Linked DNA regions of Zea mays: region 2 is linked to region 1. Evidence: chromatin contacts called from public Hi-C data. All regions are on one chromosome and are shown on one strand. The core of a region is the stretch at or near the end of the contact, and the rest is flanking DNA. Distances in the headings are between cores, read along the strand shown. Region 1 holds the start of LOC100191673 (signal recognition particle receptor homolog 1). Region 2 holds the start of LOC103630556 (mediator of RNA polymerase II transcription subunit 12-like).

Region 1 (5,930 bases), core at 941-3,440:
CTTTTTATGGTAGTGGTGTGATGCCTGGAAATGCATACCTTTGCAAGATTGGTGGATTTGCCAACTCCATTCACCCCAACAAAAACAATAACATATGGCCTCCCACGCTCCTTGGCAGCGTGCACGTCCCTCAGTATGTCAATAGAGCGCCTTGGGGTCAAAATACGAAGAAGCGCATCCTCCATAGCTGTCTGCAGGAGTAACCATCAAATGAAGCATATTACCAACCTATAAGATGCTTAGATTTAGATGATATAAGAAGATGAAGATATTTTTTTATGAGAAGATATGCTAAAAACCTGGACTGTTGATGATATTCTAGTGAAAGATCCTAGCTTCTTGCCCTCAAGGCTAGCTGCGACAGATTCGCAAAGCTTCTCTGCAATTTCCTCTGCCTGCATAAGGCTAGCCTTCTTCAGACAGACAGAAAAAGAATATCTATTAAGTATATCAAATGAACACCTACAGAATATACACATACCACGTTCTTTGCCATCAGCCTATCTTTGAGAGCTTTGAGCGCAGGCTGCAGATCAGACTTCTCCAATACATTGTTACCAGAAATACTGAGCACACAAGTGCAATGTATTATATTACAGGATATGCACATAGATTGTAAATCATATACAAGTTAAAAGCATAATGCAATATGTTGAAGAGAAACAAAAGCCAGCATATGAGCTGTTTATTTGGTGCCAGAAGCCAAAAATAATAAGGATGAAAGATTGCAGGTGGGGAAAACACAGCAGCCATCACATAATCTATTGTCATCATCATGATTGAGTCTAGGCTATATATCCTTATCCATATTTACAAGCTACTACATATGATAGAACACTAGACATGGGAGCATGTGTGTGGATTACCTCTGGAACATTGATGAGAACCATCCTTTCTTTTTGGGTCCATCTTCCACCTCTTCGTCCTCGCTGTCGCTGCTCAGATCCTCATCCTTATCCATCATGCTTTCTCCCTCGATGACCGCCACATTGTCTGCCACCTCGTCCCCTCTCTCGTCTGCCGGGTCTGTAAAATCCAGCTTCTTGTTGGAAGGTTTGTCGTCCCACACCCTATCTTGCTTCCCTTTCTTCTTTATGTCAGGTTTGGTCAGCTTCTTGGTTCCATTGTCAGTGGCACCATTCTTCTTGTTGGCCCGTAGCTTCTGTAGTTTACTTACATCGAAGGCCCCTTCATCCTTGGGGGCCCCATTCTCCTTTCCCTTGACAACAACAGTGCGGCCATGAGAAGAATTCTCCTTGCGGACGCCATTCTCTTGGCCCTTGAAGGCACCATTTGCCAGAGTACGGTGGTCCTGGTTGCCATAGCCGTCGCCATCAGAGTCATCCTTGGCACCAGAGCCGCCCTTGTTAGCAGCGCCGCCGCGGGAATCACCGCCGCGGCCCTTGGGACCAGGCTTCTTCTGGGTGAGAGCAGGCTGCGGACGGGACGAGAGGGCCTGCTTGGACTTCTTCATTTCCTCGGTGCGCGCCTCGGCCTCGCGGTGGAGCTGGCGGAAGATGTCCCCAAAGTCATCGTAGGAGGTGCGCTTGGGGTCGTAGATCTGGGAGAACTCCTTGCGGACGGCGGCGAGGAGATCGTCGACGTAGAGGAGGTGGAGTATCTTCTGGTATACGGCGACGAAGACAAGGCCGAGGTCGTTGTGGAAGGTCCACTTGAGGGCGTAATTGTCCTGGGAGAAGCTGGCGTCGGCGGATCGCTCCTCGAGGAGACAGGAGCGGATGAGGGCGTCGATGGGGGAGCCCTTGAGGGCTGCGGCGCCGAGCGCCCGGCAGGACGACCACAGGATGAGGCCGCCCCGGGTGAAGATGAGCAGCTCCTCCAGCATGGTGGCGACCCTACCTCTACCTGCGGATCCGACCGACGAATCATCATCAATTTCATATCATATCGTATATAGCATGAATGGATTTGCCGATCAGGATCTAATCCAATTAGAACGAACCAGTCCCAGTTGTAATTGATAAGGGGGATTGCCCCTGGATCTAGACAGGAGCGCGATCGAGCAGCAACGCCAAGCCTACAGCTACAACGGGGGAATTTGACTGATTCTCCCTACTCTACAGTTGGATATGATACTGATCCGGTCGATCGGGGGTTGGTTCGTAGCGTACCTGGGACGGCGCCTTGTATCCTCGGAGAGGAAGAGGGAAGACGAGAGGAAGATGAATCCCTAGATAGAGAAGCCTTGGGCCCTTGGCGATGGAGTGGACTGGAACCCTATTAATATTAATAATAATAATAATAATATATTATTATTATTATTTTGCGCGTCTAGTATCCGCTTCCTCGAAGGCGGAGGCAAACGCGGCTCGGTCAATGGTCAACAAACCCGTCCATCGGTCCATGTCACCGCATATATAATTCAAACTTTATACTACTTCTATATCTTGCTACCGATTTCTATTTATATTTTTATTGATTATGTAGGTATAAATATAGGTTTGAACCAGCAATTATAGTTTGAATCTAAACCTATACATAATTTTACACTTTTCATCATTTTAAACGAAAGGGAAGGGATTTAAACGAAAGTGAAGGAATAACAACCCTGAAAACTGGAGCTTGTTTACACGTTCTCATAATCTCATTATCACTAGTGGTTAGTCGGTTGGATGCAGTCGGACATCTCGGTGATGAACGGACATATATTTTCGTTCAAAAAAAATGAAAAACAAAAGGACGTGGCCATTGAGGAGCTTGAGCTAAGGCTATGCGCAACGCTGCCCCTTGCAATCCACCTCTCCTTGCATGCCGGCGGTAGGGGGCACCCTACGGCCGCAGCGGTGTCCCCTACAGCGCCCGCTACGTGTCGGCACCATTCTCTCCCCCCAGATCTAGCGTATCATTGTTCATCACCCTAAACATTATGCTGTGGGTCCACGAGTAATTGTTAGTAGATAAAAATTGATAGTTGATATAGAAAATGATATTTTATAGTTGTAGTGGGGTATAGGGGAGTATTTAGGGGGAATCGCTGTGGGAGATGAAAAAATAGGGGGAAATAAGGGGAAAAGTGATATAGGGGAAAAAATTTAGGGGTAACGGTTGCGGATAGCCTAAGCGGCTATCCGTGTGTGGGACGGTGCCCGTGAGATTTTATTTTCACCACATACGTACCTTTGATGGTGTACGCTGGGTCGCGGGACGGCTGGTGACACACAGAACATCCTCTCTTGTCCCTCCAATTTTAAGAAATAACTGAAAATAACACTGAAATAGTCATGTTCTAACCCTGATTCCAAACTAAACAACCTTATTTAAGAATTCATCCTATCTCATCACGTTGTGTCATTACAACTAAACACACTATAAAAGCATCTAAGAGAAGGGTGAATAGGTGATCCTTAAAAAATGCTTCAAACAATAAAAATTTGATATATAAAAGGTGTTAGAGTAAGGCCATGTTTGGTTTCTTTAGTCTAGGGACTGAAGTTTAGTCTCTAACATATTTGTTTTTAGGGACTAAAAATAGTAAGAATATACTAAATGACTCATAAGAAAACTAAAATGGTATTTAACATTCTCCTGTTATTAGTACAATTGAACTAAACGAGGGGTAAATGTGGAATTAATATGGTTTAGTCCCTTTTAGCACATATGTGAAGGACTTAAGACTAAATCATTATAGTCCAAATTTTAGTCATAGTGTTTGACAAAAAAAGAGACTAAATGGGACTAAAAACTAGAGACTAATCTTTAGTCCCTCTAACCAAACACCCCCTAAACTAAAACCAAATTTAAATGAGAAAATGAGAGAAAAACGTATTCTTCGTTTGATTGTTTTTTTAGATGTGTATTAAACTAGGAGCAATATATAAGTGAAGTTTAAGCACTAAGTAAGATAGAAATTGCAATAAAGTAAAATAGACAAAAGACACGACGATTTTCTCATGGTTCGGCCAAAGTCTACACCATATTATGGTGACCTCCTTTGGTCAATGGTTGCACTCAACCGCTCTCAAGTGACCCAAAGATCAAACTTGAGTGTCACGATATTCTTCCTTATATCTCAACTCATCTGTGAGGAATCTCCACAATTTTATCACAATCAAAATCAGAGTAAGAGAGTGAGTTAGAACACGCAGAACTACACAACGCATCAACAACACGCACAAAAAGCAAAGACAAGAGCGCAACTACAAAACGACATAGTAACAGCCCAGAAATAAGCTCAAATCTCTCTCAAATCATTGAACGGTGTGGTCGCAGAGTCTCGGAGTGTGGTGCTTGGTACCATGAGAGGGCGCCTAGGGCTTCCTTTTATAGCCCCAAGAGGCTTAGAGGTCGTTGCCTTCTTTACAAGTGATCTAAAAAACTTCCATATCTGCGAGATCACTGGACAGTCCAGTGCGCTACTGAAAATCTAGCCAGCAACAGTAGGCTGCTATCGGTGTTTGGAGCCCGACCGCACACCAATGGTTACCCCTCGCGGTGCTTTTGGGTAGGACGGTGTTGTTGACTATACCTCAATGGTTCGTGCGAGATGCACGAGAGATGACATGCGATTTTTTACACGTTCGGGCTGCTTTGAGATGTGTAACACCCTACTTCCTAGTGTGAATCTTTATGTGGTGGGTTACAAGGGAAGTCTCCTATATGGAGAAAAGCTAGTGAGCTGAGTAGATGGTCGATGGAAATGATGGGGTACCCCCTAGGCCTTATATACTTGACCGTGGGGCACTACATGCGTGTATGATGACGATGTGTACCTAAGTAATAGTGAACCGACTGGAGTTATCTTCCTATAATCTTGCCGACCTATCCCTAGTTTGCTCCGATATTCAAGGTCGCCCTACGCGGGAAAGTCAGATCGGCGCTGTGGATAGCGCTTACATCCAACGAGCCGCCTGGGCCCAAGTCTGCTTCTTCCTCGCGTCGGCACATTCCATCAGTAGTTCTCCCATGGCCCACGAAGGGGTGGCCTTGCGAGATAATAGGCCCAAAGCCTTTCGCGAGGCCTTCTTGCCTTCTAGTGGACCCGGTGGATATCTGTCCCCCACAAGCCCCCAATCTTTGAGTTGATTTTGAAATAATCAGCCCAAAGATTCTAGGTCCAGCTCGCGATTCTGTGGCTTTATTTCCATTCTAGTGATGGGCACGCCGAAGGTGCACTTTATTGAGCGTTGCTCCTGAACTTTAAGTGACTCAGTAAAAAACAGCCTTCAAAGGTCCTCCTTCAGTGCTTTGGAGATCAGCATCTTGTCATCATATCGTGCTTTGGAAGTCGGCATTCAGAACTTTGAGTAGGTTTTTTGAAAACAAACCACTCAAAGGTCTTCATTTCGTGCCTTAGAAATCAGCGTTCTGTCGCCAACTTGTATTTTAGAAACCATCATTTTGTCTTCTAGAATTAAAAATCTATTGGGCGCACTGGAGGTGCACCCAATGGGTGTAGCCCCCGAGCTTAGAGTGGATTTTTGAAAATAATCCACTCAATGATCTTTATCTTATGCTTTAGAAATCAGCATTTTATCTTCATCTCATGCTTTAGAAATCAACATTTTGTCTTCATTTCATGCTCTTACGAATTCAAAAAATAGTATATGCCCACTGAAAGGGAAATGTGCCCTTGGGCCATTTCTAAATATTTTGGTGATTGAGTGCCAACTCAAGTGCTTAAATGTGAATTTATGCCATGGATGAATAAAGTGCAAATCAAGAGCAAAGGTATGTTTCTAAGTCTTAGTACATTGGTTTTGTGTACTAATATACTTGTCTAAGTATTGGAAACAGGAAGAAAAAGAAAAGAAAAGAGTTGGTTGTGTACAGCCAGAAGGCTGCTTCGGTCTGGAGCACCGGACTGTCCGGTGGTGCACCGGACAGTGTCCGGTGCGCCAGGCTGCCTCGGTCGAAGAGGCCGCTCTCGGGAATTTGCTGATGGCGTACGGCTAAAATTCACCGGACTGTCC
Region 2 (6,304 bases), core at 871-3,370, 140 kb after region 1:
AGCAGTATATTCTAGGACTGGTAAACAAAATTTAGTAGAACATATATGCAGTGTTATCGGCCTAGCGCATTTCATGTACAAAGCAATAAAATATTTGTTTCAATTATCGATGAAGAGTATCAAATGGAACAACCAATCACAATTTGGTGTTGGATTATAAAAAGGCATGGATGGAAATGTCAAATGCCATGAAACCATGAAAAACACAATTGTACATGATAATTAATTATAACATTTTCTTGGCTTGAATATCGATGCTGCCCTCTTTATACAAAAATAGCATTTCTTGCAAACAAGAAAACAAACTTTTGTGTCATAAAAAACATGGCAGCCTTAAAAGTAGTTCAGTAAATTCCCCTTACCTCCTTGCACTTTATGACAACATCTGGCTTACAGAAGTATGGGATCTGACTTATTACAATCTCTCTTGCTTCCTATCAAGCCCAGAAAATTTTAATTTTCAGTCAATGCACAAGATTGTTGGAATATGTCCAAACTGTGAAGTGAAAACGAAGTACAGATGAATACAATAACAAATAAGATGTTGTGATTGTCTAAACTCCTATAAGTATGGATCGCATTGGGAAAAAGAATAGCACGATGTCCATTATGTGTCATGTACAACTTCTGTTTCCATACACACCTCAATTCCTTCAACAGTCTCCTTATAACCATATTGTACATAGTCTTTTGTTAATGTCTCTTCGGGACAGTTTAGTGTTTGTGGATAGAAGTCAGGTGGCCCAAGCCTACAGAAGAGATAACAATGTAGAGGGCACGTATAAGATCAAATGAAGCCATATCCTATGACAAATCAACAGTTCTAGGTTATATATTAAACTAACAATATGTGAAAATCTTGTTTTAGATGCAGAAATCATGTAACAGCTGAAAGAGAGGGCCAAAAAAGGAAGAGAGTCTGACATAAGAATGCAAATAAAAGAATATCTGTTAGCTCTCCCAATGAAATGAACTGCCTTTGGTCCATAACTCAGACATACTTGTTATTAAGTGGGTCCTTGTCACACTTTAGCTTGTACGGAGTTAGCTGCTGCTGCCGCCTGAAATACAGGGGTATTAGGGAGAAAAAGGTATCAGAATCATCACCATGGGGGAAAATGCACAGGCAAAATATAAAAAAGAAATAGAGAACTGAAAGAGAGGTCGGCACTGCTTCCTACCGCACCACAGCACCTCATTCCAAACAAGCAATTGAATGTGGCACAACTATAGAGTGATACATAACTTCTAGGTTATTAACATGCAATAGGAATGGGAAGTTTACAAAAATATATTGGAAAAAAAACTCAAAGGCAAGGGAGAAGCCACCACCTAGCCATTGCAATAAGAATCTGTGGCAGGACTCAAACGGGGCTGACAAGGGGAGACCCCGCAAGCACACTGCTCTAACCAGTATAACTCGCGAGAAGTTGGTAGACAGCAACATGCCGTTCAGACTTTTCAAAGCATGATTCTCTAGGTAATGCATTCATACAGGTGGCCGCATCACATCATGTGACTATGATAAGGGTGGTAACAGGAAAGGCTCAACATGAAAATTAATCAAATGACAAAACAAATAGAGAACAAAGCACATTGCAAGCTATATATGTTGATGTTGTGGTGGCAGTTGTTGTTAGAACAGAAGAAGGGTCTGTGACAGACTACATCTAGGGTGGTGAAGGTTAGCAGTTTTTGACTTTTTGTTATAAGGATTAAACACAGATACTGTTTGACAATATAGCTTTGGAAATGTCCGAGTACAGCATGTATGCATGCAGTTTGGTCGTGGGAGCCAGCGTGCACGACTAAGAACACCCGACATTACAGTTGCCAAAACAAGATGCCATTATTACTGCCTAATCCAAAGCATTACTGCATTGTGCCACAACTCAGCAACTGAACCAATCAAATAAGTTGCAACGGCGGCCGCCGTTGTTGTTGTTGTTGTTGTAAACGCCTAACCGTGTGTGCGTCACATTGGACAGTGAAAGAAGGGAGTTGGAGGATAGAGTATCACCTGGAGCTGACGGGGTAACCAGAGGAGGAGGAGGACGAAAACGGTGAGGCTTCCAACCTCGCCCCGTCCCTGCTGCCGCTGAACCCAGCATACCTCTGCATGGCACCCCCACCCCCAAGCAAGTCACCTGAGCGGCGCCCCCGGCATGAGCACGAATCAAGGCGCTCCGCGACGGCACCGGGGTGGGGGAAGCCTCTTTTATTTGTCCTCACTCAGCCGCCGGCCGGCAAGCCTGTCTGCCTGGAAGAGCGAGAAGAAGAAAAGATAGCGTCGCCGGCAGTGGCCTGGTACTCCCCACCCCCCGCCGGCCGAGCGGGAAGAAGTCGGAAGCGAGGTCGATCACTGCAGTGCAGCAGGGTGGAGAGGAGTCAGGTCAGCGGGGCACAGTAAATCTTTCTTGTTGGGATAAATCAAAAGACCAAAGGGGGGGAGGCGTATAGCGGCTAAGGAGCGGCAGATCGCGGGGTGGCGAAACCCTATACACAGCGGATCAGGGGAAGTCGATTGGAGAGGGGGCAGGGAGCGGAGTGGAGAGGTCAAGAGGAGATCCGCGCGCGGCCCGATCTCGAATCCGAGAGTAGGGTTTTAGGGGGGGAGGAATCTCACCTTGTCCGAAAAATCGGGCGGAGAAAATGGCGGGCGAGTCGCCCTCGGGTCGGGGGGGGGGGGGGACGGGGTGGGATTGTGGGAAAGGCAGGTAGGCTAGGGTTTGGTGGCGGAGCGAGGTCGGGAGCAGGGTGGTGGAGGCGAGCAACAGGGCGGAGGAATGACGAGTGGATGGAGCGTGCCTGCGTTGCTGCTGCTGCTGGTGGTAGTGGTGATGGTGGCCTGCTGCTGGTCTCCTCTGGTCACTGCGGCTGTGTCTGTGTGCGTTGCTGTTGCGCTCCTGGGGAGGAAGAAAGGAAACCATACGATACTGCCCTGTCTCGCCCTGCAGACCCAGCGGCGTCCGTCCGTCTCCATCTCCGTGACGTCGCCCGTCGGGATGGCTGTAGTGTCGCTTCGCCTTCTTCTAAGGGGGTGTTTGATTAAGGAATCACTACATTCAAATTGAGGTGGTGCATCATGGGTTCATTCCTCAAATTTGGTGGGATGACATCATTCCTCATATTAGTACTAACTAAATAACTATGAGGAATGAGGTGGTGATGGATCAACTCATTCCATTCTACAAACCAAACAAAAATAGTGAGGAGTGAGAAGATGATGGAATAGTTCATTCCTCAAACCAAACACCCTATAATCCTCTCATCCTCCGACTCCGTTAGTAATAACGTCACGCCGTCACAACAGTTGAATTGTCGCGTGGGTAGATGTAACCATGGTCATCCCAACTCCCGACCGAACAAAAAAAATGGATCCAAACTTATTTTTATTTAAAAATCTAATTAAACCTTAAAAACTCCATCCAAAACCAAAAAAACGATCCAACCTAAAAAACGACGACATATCTATCTAAATTGACACTATGTATGAGTCAAACAAAAATCATGTCAAACAATCTTTGACCCGATTTATTCAACCCAAGGTCTACACGTTAAGCATGTAGATGAGACGGTAGAGTGACGTGACCAATGCAACAACAATACAATTTCCTCGAGAGATCTATTGTCGGTCGAAAGTATGTATATATACATATGAAAAAAGTGATTTTTTCTTTATGTTGCTACTACTGATCCTACACGTACTATAGAGTTATAATAACAAAACTACTACTTAACAAAACATTTGATAGTTTGTGTTGCCGCTACCAATCCTACACGTACATTATTAACAAAACTATCTAGTTGCTACAATACGATCCTAGCTATAAAACCAAGCTTCGATGATTGTGATGGAATAGTCATGTGGTCTTCGTGTGGAGAACAACATTTCTGTTTTGTGGTGAATAGGACAGCAGCAGTGCAGATGGAGACAGCAACAGTTGCAGTCTTTTGACTGCGCTACGGTAGCAGTCTTTTGATTGCTGCAGCCTGCAGGACAGTAGCAGTTGGAGACAACAGCAAGACAGTGTTTGCAGTTTTGACTGCACTTTAGCAGCAGGACAGCAGTTGTAGTTTTGACTGCACTTTAGCACTTTAGTATCTAGAGGACAGCACCTGTGTGCTGCGGTGTGTAGTGTAGTATGTAGTGCAGTGTAGTGCAGCCCCTAGGGCTATAAATATATGTCTCCAACCCTTATAAGGGTATGACATTTTGAGTAAGTGTGTGATAAATAAACGAAAATTGTCTCAACTCGTAGTGTCATCCTCTCGATGAGAGTAAGAGTCCCGTTGCTTACAATTGATATCAGAGCCAAACTATCCTGCATCCTAAACATCTCTTGTTCATCTCCTTCCCGCGCCTCTCCCCACACTCAGTCGGCAGCAAGAGCTCGAACTGTTCCTTCCTCTCCTGCTCAAACGAGCAGTCTTTCGTCTGAGACAGTCTCTTCCACACGCAGCGAGCCCTCACTAGCCCACCATATCCCTACGCTTGGTCACTTCGATTGCGCGGCGCCAGTAGAAGGCCGAGGTCGCTGCGACACAAGAACGCGAGCGAGCAGCAGCGGCGGCTGCAGCGACAGCGGCGAGGGCAGCATGGCTGGCGGCGGCGGAACTGGCAGCAGCGAGAGCGAAAGTAGAAGCAGCGGAGGCGGTGGATGCTGCACGTGCGTCGGCAGCAGAGCTCGAGGCTCTACGCGGCAGTAGAGCCGACAGCTTTGCTTCTGTCGACGACAATACCAACAAAGAGCTCAGGCTGGTGAGGGAAGCAGCGCGAGAGCAGGTGGCACAGTGGGCAGTCGCACATCACCATGGGCGTGCGTGGTGGCAGCCTAGATAGGCGTCGACGCGCCGACAACGCTCCGGGCGAGAGCGCATGCGGCGGTAGCCCAGACGGGCGTAGACACGCCGGCAGTGCTCCCAGCGGCGGCGACCGAGTCGACGGAGATCGCGACCTCTACAGGCGGCGCGGCTCTCCCTCCCCGGATCGGTACCATGGTCGCCTCGGGGCCAGGACATTATCAGGGACATCGGTCCCGGCGGTGGGTGGTCTACCCTCACCAAGACCAACTATGTCGAGTGGGCCGCGGTGATGAGGTACGGCTCCAGGTTCGCCACATGTGGGAAGCAGTTCGGTACGGCGACGTCGACTACCACGAGGATCGACGGGCGTTGGATGCCCTCATTGTTGCAGTCCCGCCCGAGATGCAGTTTTTGCTTTCCTAGAAGCGGACTATTCATCGATCATCCGATCACCCCAAATTTCAAATACTCATCCATCATGCTGTCTAGTCCACCTAAGACCTGCTAGACCAATATTCCAGTCATACTAACTCCGGTGACTGTGATTTTCCTTCCAGTGGGAATTTCCCATCTAGTCACCCATCCCAGGTTTCTCAAGTTGAGCACGCTTAACTTTGAGATTCCTTCAAACCAGGCTTCCAAACTCATATTCCAATAATTCTCGTTTCTAAATTCTTATCAAATTATTCCCTATCCAACCATGTCATCCCTTAAGCATGGTTCACATCCTAGAAAACTCCCAAAATACTCTTGTCCCATATTCTACCTATAATTTCCCTATTCAGGCTAAGACAGACGATTCACTTGTCACTATTCTCACCAGCAGTGAACTCTAATGTACTACACCACATACACCCAGCTATAAATAGACCCAGTTACTCTCTCCCTCTCCACACACTCAACACCCTCAGCCAAGGCAAACACCCACCCACTCAGTTACTCCGCTCTGCCGGCTACACACATAGTGTCGCTTCGCCTCCAATCACCCTCCTGGTAAGCACCTCCGCTCCACCACCAGTAATATCACAACACCACATGACACAGATTCTGCTCAAGACTCTACCCATTCATATATCGCCATTCTGACCACTATACTAAATATTTGTTGATATATTTGCTGGTTTGTATGTTTGCTTGTTCATGTTGCATAGTTATCGAAGCGTTGGTGCTGTCTCGTGGAGGTCAAATCTGCAAGTCTACGCCAAACGGTGGAGCCAGACCGCGAGCTCTCGCCCCTTCGCCGGTTAAGCACGACAAGCTCACTGGATCACTTTGATGCATAAATTACCTATGATTTTTCAACCACAACCCCAGCCTGTTATTTTATGCATGATATGGTTTTTGAGACAAGTTATTATGGCCACCCAGCCGCTTGCCGCAATCAATCTTTATACTCCTTGACATATTTGTTACAAATGATCTGAGAAAAGATGTGAGTTTCCAAAAGAAAATGTTTTCCAAAATGGTATGATGAAGGGTTGTCACCCTTATCACCTTT

What was found. Hi-C and Micro-C count contacts between places; a contact is called where the count stands out from the background.
Region 2: a Hi-C map of leaf shows a contact between it and region 1, with 1.8 times the contacts expected there. The contact joins the promoter of LOC103630556 here to the promoter of LOC100191673 in region 1. A contact is called at or near these places in 4 of 25 Hi-C or Micro-C datasets (endosperm, leaf and tassel).

The regions. Positions count from the first base shown.
Region 1 is chr1:2,022,658-2,028,587 of Zm-B73-REFERENCE-NAM-5.0, forward strand. It overlaps LOC100191673 (signal recognition particle receptor homolog 1), which reads right to left and starts at 2,191. Exons shown (of 10, transcript NM_001137102.1): 1 at 2,133-2,191; 2 at 867-1,866; 3 at 482-566; 4 at 300-395; 5 at 39-191. The coding sequence starts at 1,846.
Region 2 is chr1:2,158,906-2,165,209 of Zm-B73-REFERENCE-NAM-5.0, forward strand. It overlaps LOC103630556 (mediator of RNA polymerase II transcription subunit 12-like), which reads right to left and starts at 2,121. Exons shown (of 12, transcript NM_001319720.1): 1 at 2,021-2,121; 2 at 1,002-1,061; 3 at 644-749; 4 at 363-434. The coding sequence starts at 2,121.